2 separate regions of the Mus musculus genome follow, and region 1 is linked to region 2. A link is a contact called in public promoter capture Hi-C data. All regions are on one chromosome and are shown on one strand. The core of a region is the stretch at or near the end of the contact, and the rest is flanking DNA. Distances in the headings are between cores, read along the strand shown. Region 1 overlaps Cald1 (caldesmon 1). Region 2 has its middle 8.3 kb from the start of Gm32942.

Region 1 (6,471 bases), core at 2,171-4,670, 200 kb before region 2:
CAAAATGAAGCATCTAGGCTTATGTGTACAGATTAAATTAGCAGCATTGACAGCTGAAGCGTCAGGGAACTAACTACCCAGCTTCTGAGAGGGTGACATGGGCCTTACAGATTTTCTTGTGTGGCACTTAAAATATCCTGAAGAGTCCTCGCCTGGACTAGTGTATCTGTATTCCAAGAGACGAATAACCAGGAAGGCTTAGGCTGTTTTCTGATGAGACACGAAAGCAACCTCTGCTGCGGTAACACAGACAACAGACTTCTAAACTGCCACATAGTTTGATTACAAATGACCCTTTGCAACAGCAGCATCAGCATATGGGTTTCTAATCCTGTGTACATTCTGCTCTCTAGCCAAACCACTGGCCATCTGGACCCCGACTCTGAGGGAGGGCAGTTCAGTTTAGTTGAGAGAGCAGAGCAATGAACCCTAGGCAGGATAGGGTATGTAGACACCTAGAGTTTGAGGAGGAGGCAGGGAATGTGGCAGATACCAAGGTGGAGTTTTGGATGGTGGTGTGGGATGTTGGCTGCGACTGCCTATGCTCTGACACCGAGCCGCTAGAACAAAGGCATCTTTAAGACACTGGTGGAGGAGTTGCTCTGTTTAAGCCACTGGAGGAGGAAGCCAAGGGGGAACATGGCTTAAAATAGAGTTATGATTCGGCAGGGGAGCCAAGAAACGTGCAAGGATGTAATGGAAGTTCAAGTGTGGTAAATATTAAAGGAGATTTATGCAGAAGCGTAAAGGATGGATAATACTGTCTTGACCATAGGATCAAAGAAGGCTTCCTGGAGAAAGTGACAGTTGAGCTGGGCCTAGGATTCAGGGTGTGCAAGGAGGGAAGAGGCCCTTTCTTCATTCAGAGAGCACAAATGGAAAGTTGTAAAGTCAGGAAATGTGGACATGGAAAAGCAAACACTTCAGTCTGGCCAGGGCTCAGGACGCAGGAAGGGCACCAGGGAAGGAAGCTCAGGTTACGTATGGTCCAGACCCGAGCGTGGCTCCACTAAGAGGAAGGGCAGACCAGCAAGTCTACAGATCTTGAGAGAGGATCCTTCCTGGGTCCAGCCCCGTGGAAACGCAGCCTAAATGTAGGACAGACAGCACATACGGAGGACAGACAGCACACATGGAGGACAGACAGCACACACGGAGGAGGATTTCCTAGTTCTGTCTCCACTCCAGGTGTTTCAACTCATCCTACAGCTTTTCCCTGGGAAATAAAAGAAATAGGGCCAGCTACCCAATATCAAGGGCTCCATAAATCTTAGCAACAAGAAGAGCCTTGAGCTCAGCAAATCCTTGGGCCATTCAGAACAGTAGTTTGTGGCAGACTTCTCAAGAGCAGTAAGTTAGGCCCTCAATTCTTTGTGAACTGAATAGCTGCTCTCTCTCTCTCTCTCTCCCTCTCTCTCTCTCTCTACCCCCATCTCCCTTACCCCATCAGCCTTCCACTAAACCTACACTTGTGTGTTAAGGTGTGCAAAGCTTGGGGCATAGGAGGTACAATAGGATGGAATTGGGGAGGTGATCTTAATTTAATCACTGCTCTGTGCACGGTAACCTGGGGACCTGAGCCGGACAGTGCTACTACTGCAGAGCTACTGACCACTGGGCCAGGGTTTTAGTTCAGTTCCCACCCAGGGTGTCTTCCTACCCTGGGGACATCCTCAAGATGTTCTGCCAATTAACCAATGGCCTCCCATCATCACAGAGGCCAGGGACGGCCAAACTATGGCCTGCTGGTCAAATCCAGTCCACACATCTTTTCCGTAAGTTATTTCCTTAGAAACTAACTATTCTCATCTTGTCTATGATCCATCTGAGCCTCCAGTTTCAGAGGTGAGTTAAAGGGGCAGAAGCTACATAGCTCACAGATTTGAAAGGAAACACCATGTGATCCTGTGTTGATCACGCATGGCTATTTGCTTGTAATTGATTTGTAACAATGGTCTTAATACTCCTATCAAAAATTAAACAGAGCCAGGTGTGGTGGTGGACAACTTTCTTCCCAGCACTCAGGCAGAAGCAGACAGACATCTATGAGCCTGGTCTATGTAGCAAATTCTAGGCCAGCCTGGGCTACATAGTGAGACTTTGTCTAACAAAGAAAGAAAGAAAGAAAGAAAGAAAGAAAGAAAGAAAGAAAGAAAGAAAGAAAGAAAGAAAGAAAACAACAAAAAGCCAGGTGCCATCAGTTATCTGTCTTGATTTATATATATTCAGTTATTTACAAATTAATCATATATAGTACTATTGAAATGCTTACACATTATAAAACACAAAAAGAAGTGTAAGAGAATAATACTGAAAAAACTTATTAAAGGTCTAATTTATCAGTATTCATAGAACTTCTATTACATCTTAATCTTAGTTTTAGCACACTGTGATCAGTTATTTGAAAGCCTGGCTAGCGTGAGCTTCAGTTGATTCTGCCATTCAACTTTCAATGACAGTTGCAGCTTAGGGTTTTTTTTTTTTTTTTTAATTTTTAAAATTATATGAGTATGAGTGTTTGCTTGAATTTATACGTGAGCACCATGTGTATGTCTGGTGCTTGAGGAAGTCAGAAAAGGGTGGTAGATGCCCTGGAACCAGAATCATGGATGTTTGTGAGCCATCGAGGGGTGTTGGGGATTGAAGCCAGGTCCCCTGCAAGAACAACTGCTCTTAAGGGCTGAGTCCTCTCTCCAGTCCCTTAGTCTTGTGTTTAAGTTTATGGAAAATGGATACGTACAAGTGGGAGAGATAAACGCTTGGTATGTTGAAGCATGGAGCTAACATACTAAATCCCCCCTAATTTCCAATGTGTGTCTGTCCACCATTTCTCCTTCCAAAGCCACACGAATTTTAAATAAATTGCTTCAACTTCTACTTGTGAGATTTAAGAGTTTTATTTCCCCCTCAAGCCTAGGTATGAAGACAAGGTATGATTGTCTTGGTAGATCACACTTACAGATTTTTTCAACAACAAAATCACAAACGAAAGTCTATTTTCCACATAATTTTTTTTTTTACCATGTGAGTTTTTGCTGAAGGTGAAAATGTTGGTCAGTGACTATGGCGGTCGATGGCTGTGCGGTCGGCGACTGTACTAAGAACCTTGGGCTTGTATATCTACAGTGGGTGGACTGTGTGCTACGTGGATTGGGTTTCAGTAGAGATTACAGACCTAGGAAAAGCCTTTGGCTCCTCACACAGCCTGCTGAAAAAAGCAAGCGAGGGGCAGAGGAAGCCCTCCTCCGTGCTCCCTCAGCGAGGTGGGCACTGGCTCCCTGAGCACAACCTTCCTTGTATTTCCAGCAATTTCCCTTCTGCCTGCAGCTTCTGCACAAACCTTCAAAGCACAGGGCTCTTTAGCAATGTTAGTTTAAACTAGATAAGGCCTGCCACAGGTAAACCTTCTGACTCCACCGAGACTAGAGGGCCACGTGGCACCGAGAGCTGCGCATTCTAAGCCCCGTGCTTGCCTCTGGGGATGGTACACATGGCTAGAAAAGGGGTCAGGGGTAAGGTGTCAGGGCCAGAAGGGATGGCCAGAAAAGTACCAGAAAAAGCTTTAATTCTTTGCCCTTCCACTCCATTTTCTCTTCCCCTGCCTTCCTGCTTCTATAGCAACATTAACATCCCCCTTTCCTCTTGCCAGCTCCAGATGCACCGACCCTCCACCCTCGAGAGAGGCTCAGAAGCAGCAGGCATCCTGAAAATCGGCCTGTGCCTCCTGTGAAGTCACCAAGGTTGTGTCAGACCTGCATCACGGACTGCTTTATTTGCATCTAAGACCCCACCCCCTACATCCATCATCAGGAGTGTTCCTCTAGAGCTAAAGTTCTGTTTCACCCCCACCTCACCCCGGCACCATGTGATTTCCATACACTACTTTCATTGACTAAGGATGCCCAAAAGCATGAAAGGGAAGCAAAAGGCATTGAAACACTGACAGGTGGCACCTGGGGAGGCACCGAAGGTGTTCCGGGGTGTGGGGGAATCTCACTGAGGGAAGAAATGACCGTGACTATGAGATGACAGATCAGAACCATATTAAACCTGAACGGAGCAACAGCATCAGCTTCACAGCTTGATGGCAGAGGTGACATCAGCAACAAATACAAGAGCGGGACCCCAACTTGTCACATTTCTCTCAAACCCTCCCCCTCTAAACATTGAAAGTGTGGTAACCCGACACCTCATTTCTCTCAAATCCTTCCCTCTAATTGTTGAAAGCAATTACTGGCCACAAACTTTCCAGTGCTTGCTTGGGCTGGTACATTTTGCGCACTGGTCTAGAATGCAAATGTTTCAGTGGATTTATCATGGATATGCTTGGTATCCTTATGCTTCTTTCTTGGCAGAAGTCATTATTCAGATCCCTCCTGGAACTAGGAACTGGAAAAGGTATGTTTTCCTTGTCTAAAACCAAAGCAAGCAACAACAATAACCACAGCCACAATTGGTGGTGGACAGAAGACATATCTGATTTGAACCTGGTCAATAATGGGAGGCTAAGGCAAACTGAGTCACCTGGTGTGTGTGTTTGTTTGTTTGTTTGTTTTCTATTCAGACTGTGGACTCTGGTCCAGATCAAAGATTTATCTTTCTGTGTGTTTGTATGTGACTGTGTACACAGCACCTGCCTGTCTCTCTCATTGTTTGTATGTGAATGTGTACATACCACCTGCCTGTCTCTCTCATTGTTTGTATGTGAATGTGTACACACCACCTGACTGCCTCTCTCATTATGTGTGTGTGAATGTGTACACACCACTTGCCTGTCTCTCTCATTGTTTATGTGTAACCGTGTACACAGCACCTGCCTGTCTCTCTCATTGTTTGTATGTGACTGTGTACACACCACCTGCCTGTCTCTCTCATTGTTTATGTGTAACCGTGTACACACCACCTGCCTGCCTCTTTCATTGTGTGTGTGTAACTGTGTACACACCACCTGCCTGTCTCTCTCATGTTTGTGTGTGTGCCTGGCAGTCCTTTTGGCTTTTTGTGATGTCAGTGGAAAGCAAAACTAATTCAGAGAGAGCAGCATATTCAACTTTGCTCCTTTAGAAACATTTAATGAGCCCTAGCCAAAACTGGCTTGCAATTCAATGGATGTTGTAAGAAACACAAAGATGCCTAGTTCCATCATATCATGGGCTGTCTTATGATTAGTTACACATTTAATTTCATTCAATGGTTTTTAGCTTAATTTCATCTACTTTGCAAGTTTACTTTGAGATCCATGTTTAAGGGGCCAGAGATTTTGTTTAGTTCCAGACCTTTTAACTGCTTGTCCAGTCAATCCAAAAATTAAAAGGATAGTTAGAACTGGCTATTAAGTTCTCAGAACACTATACTGACTATATGTGGTATCCTTTAACCCAGGAATTAGTAGCCATGACTCCAAAGTAAGACTGTAAGACTTGTATTCTCTACAGCTATACTTTGGAGCAAAGTGTAGAAAACGATTCTTTATATAGTTGTTCCCTCTCACCTGTGGGGATGGAGCCTAAGGCATTCCATTGATGGTTGCTACTACATATAGTATGGGACTCTCTATGTATGTAGTTATGATGAAACTTAATTAATAAATGAGGCACAGTAAGAATGAAGCACCATAGTCAATAACAAAATGCAACTCTAATGATAGACTATAATAAACATGATTTAAAATAAATAAACTATGTCCAGAACTTTCAACTTAATATTTTTGGAGCAAAGGTGACCAAGGTTAAATCAATGTAATGAAGCCCCAGGTAAGGGGAGCCTCCTGAACTCATTTGATTGGATCCCAGGTAGAACCTTTTACTTGATGCTATCTTCTGTATTATACATTTTCCAAATACTTATGAAAAGCTATCCTGGAAGAAGTCACTTATGGGAAGAAAAATTTCCTTTGGTTCATAGTTTGAAGAAACTAATGAGGTTTAGAGAAATGGCTCAGGGGTTAAGAGAACTCGCCGCTTTTGCAGAGATCCTGGGTTCAGTTTCCAGCACCCACATAGGATGACACACAACAGCCTGTAACTTCAGTCCCACCATATCTGGTGCCCTCTTCTGGCCTCCATAGACACTGCACACATGTGGTACACATACTGGTAAGCAAACATACACACACATTTTTAAAAAAATAGTAGACCAATTTAAAAAATTATTTCTCGAAAAAGCAAGGGAGGAAAAGGTTGAGTTCATCACGGTGGGAGGATCATGGCAGAGTTAGTGACAAGGCAAGAGCAGCTGGGGCTTGTCATAAGTCACCAGCTACGCAGACAGAGAATTCAAGAAGGACCAGGCTCTGACTCTCAATGTCTTCCCCACCAGCAACCCACCTCCTCCAGCTGGTCCCCACATCCCAAGACATGACCATTATCTGGAGAAGAGGTATTGAAACCATGAGACTGTGGAGTGTACTTCACATTTAAACCATAACACACTCTTTGTGACTTTCTCTGCCAACCATTTGTTTCAGATTTC
Region 2 (6,871 bases), core at 2,458-4,957:
TGTCTGTCACTCTAGCCTTCAGAAGTTGAAGAGTGGATCTCTGTGGAAAGCTGGCTCACTAGACAAATCTTCAAGCTCCAGGTTCAGCAAGAGACCCTGACTCAATGAATAAAGTGGAGAGTGGTCAATAAATATATTGATTGTCAACCTCTGACCTCTACATACATGTACACGAGCCACATGTATACCACACATACACATGCAAAAAAGAACATTCCTATTCATTTGTAAATATGACTTTATTGAAAGTGTATATCACATATATCACATATATGATACATAAATACATGTTTACAAATATATATAAAGACCTACAAAATGGGTTTAAAATGGAGTATGATTATGGGTAATTTTTATTTTGTTCTTTATGCTTTTCTTCATTGTTCGAGTTTCCTACAAATAAACATGTAAACGTACTTTATAGAAAAGTGTACAATTTTTGGTGATTAAAATATGTAAACATATCTTTAATTAAACATGCATGCATTTTACAGAAAGACACAAAAGTTACACATCTGCAACTAAAACATAAGTTGAATATGAAGGCACTTAAGCGTTTGTGGGCAGTTTAATCCTATCGCAATCTAGTTTTTAATTTGATTTTTAGAAACCTACGGCTTAGAGAGATTACTATGCTGGAAAGCCTGGCTGCAGGTGGATGCCGAAGCCCAGAGATGCATTGCTGAGACAAGATCAAGCTTGGGTCCCCGAGAGAAAGTTAATCCAGGAAAGGTGTCTGGCCTCGTGACAAGGCTTCACTGCAAAAGTATTTTCCATTTGTTAATCAGAGGCTAATCCTAAAGAAACTTCAGATGCCTGTCACCGTACTTTCCACTTTAACTTTGCACCTCCCATCCATCCCAGCCTTAGTAGCATCCTGTGCTTGTTGATGCTGAAGGGACAGCCAGAAACTGCAAGGTCTTGGTCAAGTTGCCAGCACGTCTATGAATCCCTCCAGTCGTAATAGTGTGTCTGCGCTTTTAGGTAGCACTTTAAGACAAGTAAGAGCTTTGCAAAGACAAGACAACTTATTCCAATTCATTCCACGAGCCTAAACATTCGTAGAAATCCTTATTTGATCAGGCTGTATATACTCCCTTAAATATCAATAATATACCACCACAATGTGCATCGTAATGCTTATACATTATTATCATGCTCCTTATCAGAAGACCCTAAGAGATCCATATGACTTCTATGGCATAAAGTAACCAAAGCACTGAGGTCATACTTACCCAAGAGCACATAGCTGATAAAAAATAAGAAAGAAAGAAAGAAAGAAAGAAAGAAAGAGAGAGAGAGAGAGAGAGAGAGAGAGAGAGAGAGAGAGAGAGGAAGAAAGGAAGAAAGGAAGAAAGGAAGAAAGGAAGAAAGGAAGAAAGCAAGAAAGCAAGAAAGCAAGAAAGCAAGAAAGCAAGAAAGCAAGAAAGCAAGAAAGCAAGAAAGCAAGAAAGCAAGCTTCTCTGAGGACTTACATTAGTAACTGTCTCCCTGAAAGTACCAAAAACTTTCTAAGTGTTAGACAATGCATGAACCCTAATAAATTCATTGATTTCCAAGGGGAACTTAGGTGGAGCTGTAGTTTTTGTTGTTTGGGGAATGTTATGGGAAGGAATTTTCACAACAGATGATTTAGCAAAATGAGACACCATCAATTTTTTGTTAGCTTCCGCATTCCGCAACTTGAAGAATTAAGTTATTCTGGCTCATAAATTCTTAAGTCTAGGGTCCCTGGCTTACAGAATACTCAGATGGTGGAAGCTGCTTTTGCCGGATCTAGTGACTCACTTCTCAGAGGGACTGCTGTCTCTGAATGGTACAATGTTTGCCAACAGGCAGTCTGAAATTGTAAACTATTTTGTTTCATATTCTTTTCCAAAGAACTCCAACAGAAACGTAAGTGTAAGAGGGCCAAGAACAACACCCCCACCCCCACCATGTCTCCCTCCTTCTGTTGACTATTAGGAACAATCACATCTTTCCAACAGAAGTTCCCCAAGAGGGACCTAGACATGGAGAAGTGGGCAGCACTGGCTTTAACATCAAATGCTGAGGTTTCTGTAAAATATTATGTGCAGGAACTTTCCTAACAATGTACCTGAGTTTAGGGGGAAAGATCAGCGTGGAGGAAGCTTTTCTGCTCACACTCTTAGCTGTGCTGCCATCTTCCATGATCCTGGGCACTCTACAGTGCTCGTCTTTGGTCTTTGCAGAGTTGTTCGGCCAGGGGCAGCGCTCCCGCTGGCTCAGGCTGCTCTGCATGGTAGATGCTTACAACTTGTTCAGTGAAGGATGGGCTCTGCTTCTGCCTTGGAAAATTGGCAGGTGTGTGTGTGTGTGGGGAGGGTGGTTGCTGTTTTTATTTCAGATCCCTATTGTTTGCATTTCCAGGTCTACAGATTGCTTGACTGTTCCAAACAGTCCTGGGTACGTCACTATCAATTCTCTTGCAACCACCCTTGAACATAATTCTTAAGATTTGTCAGGAGGCTTAAAGAGTTGACAAGTCTCAGTGAGAGAAGTTGGTATTTTACGTTCTCAAAGCTCATTGATTGACTCTGTGTGTGTGTGTGTGTGTGTGTGTGTGTATTTATTGTGTGTCTGTGTGTGGGTGTGGGTGGGTGTGTATTCTCCCACCCTTTCTTTGTATTCTTTACTAACCCACTTCTTTGTTTCTATTCCAACAATAAAAACCACAGCTGTTGAGTGTTAGGAGTCTTCTACATTCGAGAAACAATGCTGGGAGCTCTGTGCTCCTGTTAACTCACTACTGATCTGTACTCTGAGTGGATGTGATTGGCCTTACAGATAAGGAATCAGAGGCTCCATAAAGCATTCTTCAATAATCAAAAGCATCATAGTATTTTCATAATTACTCAAAGATGTCTCCCCTGGCACTTACCATCTATCAGCTACCTACAGTGTGGCTTTGGGGGTCTGGGAGGCACCACTTGAACTCTAGTGTCACCAGATCACTTTAGTGGGACTTTGAAGGAGTTGCTTAACTCTTCTAGGTCTGTCCCCTGGGTGCAGTGTGCTCCAGTGAACTCTCACTGCTGAGTCCTGAAGCCTTGTCAGGGGCTACAGTGGTCTACCTGGTTCTCAGTCAGCTCTTCCCCTAGCCAGGCTACAGGTCATTCTCAGTCCCACCAAAGTCTCCAAGAACCCTTCTGTTAGCCAGCATTTAACCATTCTTAATGAAAGCGTGTGTGTGTGTGTGTGTGTGTGTGTGTGTGTGTGTGTGTGCGCGAATTCCACTGCATCTTACTTCTCAAAGGTTCTACGGCCTCTTGACAGCACTGTATCTTACTTCTCAAAGGTTCTACAGCCTCTTGACAGCACTGTCCTGGGCACAAAGAGTTTGACATATGGGTCTCTGGGACACTGTCAATGTATGCGCGCGCGCGCACACACACACACACACACACACACATGTTTTGGAAGGTAATGCATTGAAGGCAAAGACCAGTATTAGATGTCTTCCTCTGACTCAGCTAGACCGGCCAGTAAGAAATCCCCTGGGATGCTCCCCCCTCCATCTCCCAAAGCACTGGGATTAGAGACTACCCAGCTTTTTACTCCATTGCTGGGGATCCAAAGTCAGGATGCCATGTTTGTTCAGCAAGTGCCTTACCCCCGCTCCATCCCTTCACCCCAAAGAGAATCCACTTATTTGATTAGGGGGTGTTTATTTTGGCTCCCAGATATGAAGTTTTCAGTCCATGACCTATTGGCCCATGAGTTGGGCCTGTGGTGAGATAAACACATTGTGGTGGTGACACAGCAGGGACAAACTGCTAACCTGATGACTGGAAATCAAAAGAGAGGAAGAAGAAAAGACCAGAGTCCCACAGTCCCTTTAAGGAATGTGTCCTGAGTGACCAGAGGAATTCCACTGCATCTCACTTCTCAAAGGTTCTACGGTCTCTTGACAGCACTGTCCTGGGCACAAAGACTTTGACATATGGGTCTCTGGGACACTGTCAGTGTACTAACTAGAGAAAAGTTCTTACCAGAAACAGGGGTATCTTGGACTTTTATAATAGGACAGGGATGTTTTGTAGTTCCCAAAATAATCCACATTTCTGCACTACTTTCTAGAAGGGCTCTCCAACACCCACCTCAAACTAAGTGCTTTGGAGAGTGGTACATTACAAAAGGTTTAGCCCTTCTCTCTGCTTTGCTCTCTCTTTACTGGGAAGTTTCCACTGGGTTCCAGGAAAATCTAGCCAACATTTACCATCAGTGTGGAATGGCATCACAGGAAGGCTTAGCAAAGGGCTCTCTGAAGTCCACACTGCAGAAAAGTCTCTGGAGGAAGGTTATTCGAGAATGCTCCTTAGTTGTAAATATTTAAAGTTCTGAGCACGCAGAATGCCAAGTTTGTCTATCCACTCTGCAAATAAATCGACCTATTACTTTACTGTCTAGTGTTACATATTTCCTAATTTATGCATGCCCCAAGTCAAGTTGACCATGCTCTAGACAGGGTTCTGACTACTTCCAGGGTACCTGGAGCAAGCCAGCTACAGAGAAGGCTGCTCCTTTTATTTGCAGTTCATTCTTAGTCCTTGACCTCAGAAAAAGCTGTCTGGAGAGTCTGGACCTCTGCAGAGTTGTATGAGGCAGCTGTTTCTGGTAACTAAGCTGTTCAGCATCATCCTTGGGTGTGGAGGCACCTTCTGACCTACAGCATAGGACCTGTGAAGAGCTAGGGCACCTCCTCTGATACCTTTGTCTTTTACCGACACCTGAGTCTCCTTTCACACCAGCATTAATGCAATCTGCAAAAGGAAACCAGACAGGCTCAAGCCTGAGACCTGGAACTCATACATCCTCACTATTTCTCCATATTCTACTCTATGCTGACTTCCTGTCTCCCTGGGATGGTGCCTCGCCAGAAGGAGTGATGCTGGGCTTGGTCTCTTCTTCTCTACACAGAACAGGTCCAGCCTGGAATAAAGAAGGGAGAGCTAGTCCTTATTGTAAGCAAGAGGTTCTAAAACTCTTCTTGGTTAAGACCTCAACCCCTCAGTCCTTCTCCTAGAGACTTGAATTCAAATGGCTTCCAAACTAGAGTTGAAGTGACCTTGGTGATCACTGAGTCCTCCCCAGCTGATGCGACCTGAGGTTTCAGACCCTGTTCATCTCACTATTCCTGGTTTCGGGCTGAATACCTGATATGAGTCTCTTTATAAAATCCATAGCCAGTCACTGCTTTGGTGACGTTTTATGAAACCTGGGCTGTGGCTCTCCATCTACCTTAATAGCAACAATTCAGCAGTCCTCTGTTCCTCTTCTTCTGTAGTCTGACATCCCACAAGGCCAAGAGAAACAAGAGGATAGGGTTTGCAGCTGAGAGAAACGGCCTTTTGGTTACTTCCTCACCACTGTGTGCTGATGGAGATCTGGTTCAATCCCCTTAGTGTTTACATAGAAAACTCTAAGAGAGGCAAAGAAACTTATCAGAAGTCACACAACCCACAGGAACTGTGATAGGTCTGGGTGCCACTGCTCTGACCCTGGCCCCGGCTCTCATGCCTGTAACCAGAATGCCCTACAGTTATAGATTTAATGGGAAGGGCAGACATAAAGCATGGAGGGTAGACTGTAGAACAGTGTCAGGGAGACACATGTCCAGCTGGAGGTCAAAGCACACCTTAGGTTCTTCTCGTAATTTAGTTCTATAAAATCATCAGCATTGGGGTAGAAAACGAGGCAGAGCCATGTGCTCTCCTGATGATTTGTAAGCACCAATTACATCACAGAGAGGATTAAAGCCCCAGTTTCGGATCATTTGGTTTCTCTCACTTCATTCTTGCCGATAATTCACAAGCAGAGGCAGGCAGTACAGGCAGGACAGCAGCCCCTTTAACTCAGCAGCCTGGAGCCTGACTCTCAGCTCAGCTGCTTCCCAGCTGGGTGGGGCACATCACTTCCTCCCTCTGGGTAGTAGTGCTTTGTCCACTGGGGCGAATTTGCACTAAGGGTGATGGCCAGCAGGTGAGTGAGGAGGGAAGCATTTATGTGGCCTTTTATGTCCCAGAGGGTGATGAGGAATGGCTTGGTGACTTCTGCCACCATAGGATCATCGCAGGTTGATGCACACGCCCACTTTCTGAAATGGAAACGCTCCACAGCTCTTGCCCTCCCCTAAGCATGCACAGCAGTGCTCTGCCTGTGTCAGGGTTCCATATTGTCAACTGGCTGCATGTGGGGACAGAGCCACCTGGGGTCACTCAAGAGTATTGATAAGGCGTACTTCTAGGAGTTTCTCCTCTTCTCTCCAAGAAGCCATCAGAATTCAAAGGGCAGAGCTCAGCAGCCCTGTGACCCTGTCATCTGACAGTGACAAGGCCAGAAGGCCATCTCTCCCTGACCCTTGGAGGCTGCTCCTCCTGACTTTTACAGATACCTGGCCAGAGGCAAAAATATCAATCATTTGCTTTGTCACTGGGTTGGCTGGGGCCCCTCTGGGTTTTCTTGATAAAACAGTGTCTTAAGATACATAGTCCCTATTTGTGATAATAGGACTTTTTAACTATCAGGCTGTCCCATGTCTTCCAGGGCGCCATATTTAAATCTTAGAGCGATTCATCCTCCCTACGGACCAACTCTGGTCTCATACAGCTGCAGAATGGTCTCTAGAAACAGAGCCTATGACAGCCATGTAAGGAAACGTCATACACTGCTGCATGGGAGAGACTTCTGGCCAGAGGTTCATCTTCCTAGGTAGATGTTGTAACAACCAGACTTGTGAAAGCAAAGCATCCATCCTCCAGGAACGTTCTAGAAGCTTCTGACACCTGATGGCACAGAAGGGTTCTAATCCAGTTTCAAAGCTCTGAACTGCGGCCAAGGCCATAATTAA

Evidence for each region. Promoter capture Hi-C pulls out the DNA fragments that hold promoters and counts their contacts.
Region 1: a promoter capture Hi-C map of liver shows a contact between it and region 2. The contact joins two enhancer-like sites. A contact is called at or near these places in 11 of 39 promoter capture datasets (the 3T3-L1 cell line, 3T3-L1-derived adipocytes, the C10 cell line and 9 more), 1 of 15 datasets of contacts at CTCF or cohesin (the NIH/3T3 cell line), 6 of 484 Hi-C or Micro-C datasets (the HPC-7 cell line, bone marrow-derived macrophages, cerebral cortex and 3 more), 15 of 115 datasets of contacts at active chromatin or transcription factors (craniofacial prominence, embryonic basal ganglia, embryonic fibroblasts and 11 more) and 3 of 9 other capture datasets (adipose tissue, liver and pancreatic islet).

The regions. Positions count from the first base shown.
Region 1 is chr6:34,724,445-34,730,915 of GRCm38.p6, reverse strand. All of the region lies in intron 3 of Cald1 (caldesmon 1), which reads right to left. Gm38787 (a long non-coding RNA gene) reads left to right here. Exons shown (of 3, transcript XR_868972.2): 1 at 1-4,398. Among named protein-coding and RNA genes, the nearest start is that of Gm38787, 5.1 kb to the left of the region's middle. Within about 2 kb of position 3,420, at least 11 of the 459 cell types and tissues checked have an H3K27ac peak or open chromatin away from gene starts, as enhancers often do. A contact at or near this core is called in hepatocytes and liver, where this site is marked.
Region 2 is chr6:34,525,192-34,532,062 of GRCm38.p6, reverse strand. No RefSeq gene overlaps it. Among named protein-coding and RNA genes, the nearest start is that of Gm32942, 8.3 kb to the left of the region's middle. Within about 2 kb of position 3,707, at least 11 of the 459 cell types and tissues checked have an H3K27ac peak or open chromatin away from gene starts, as enhancers often do. A contact at or near this core is called in hepatocytes and liver, where this site is marked.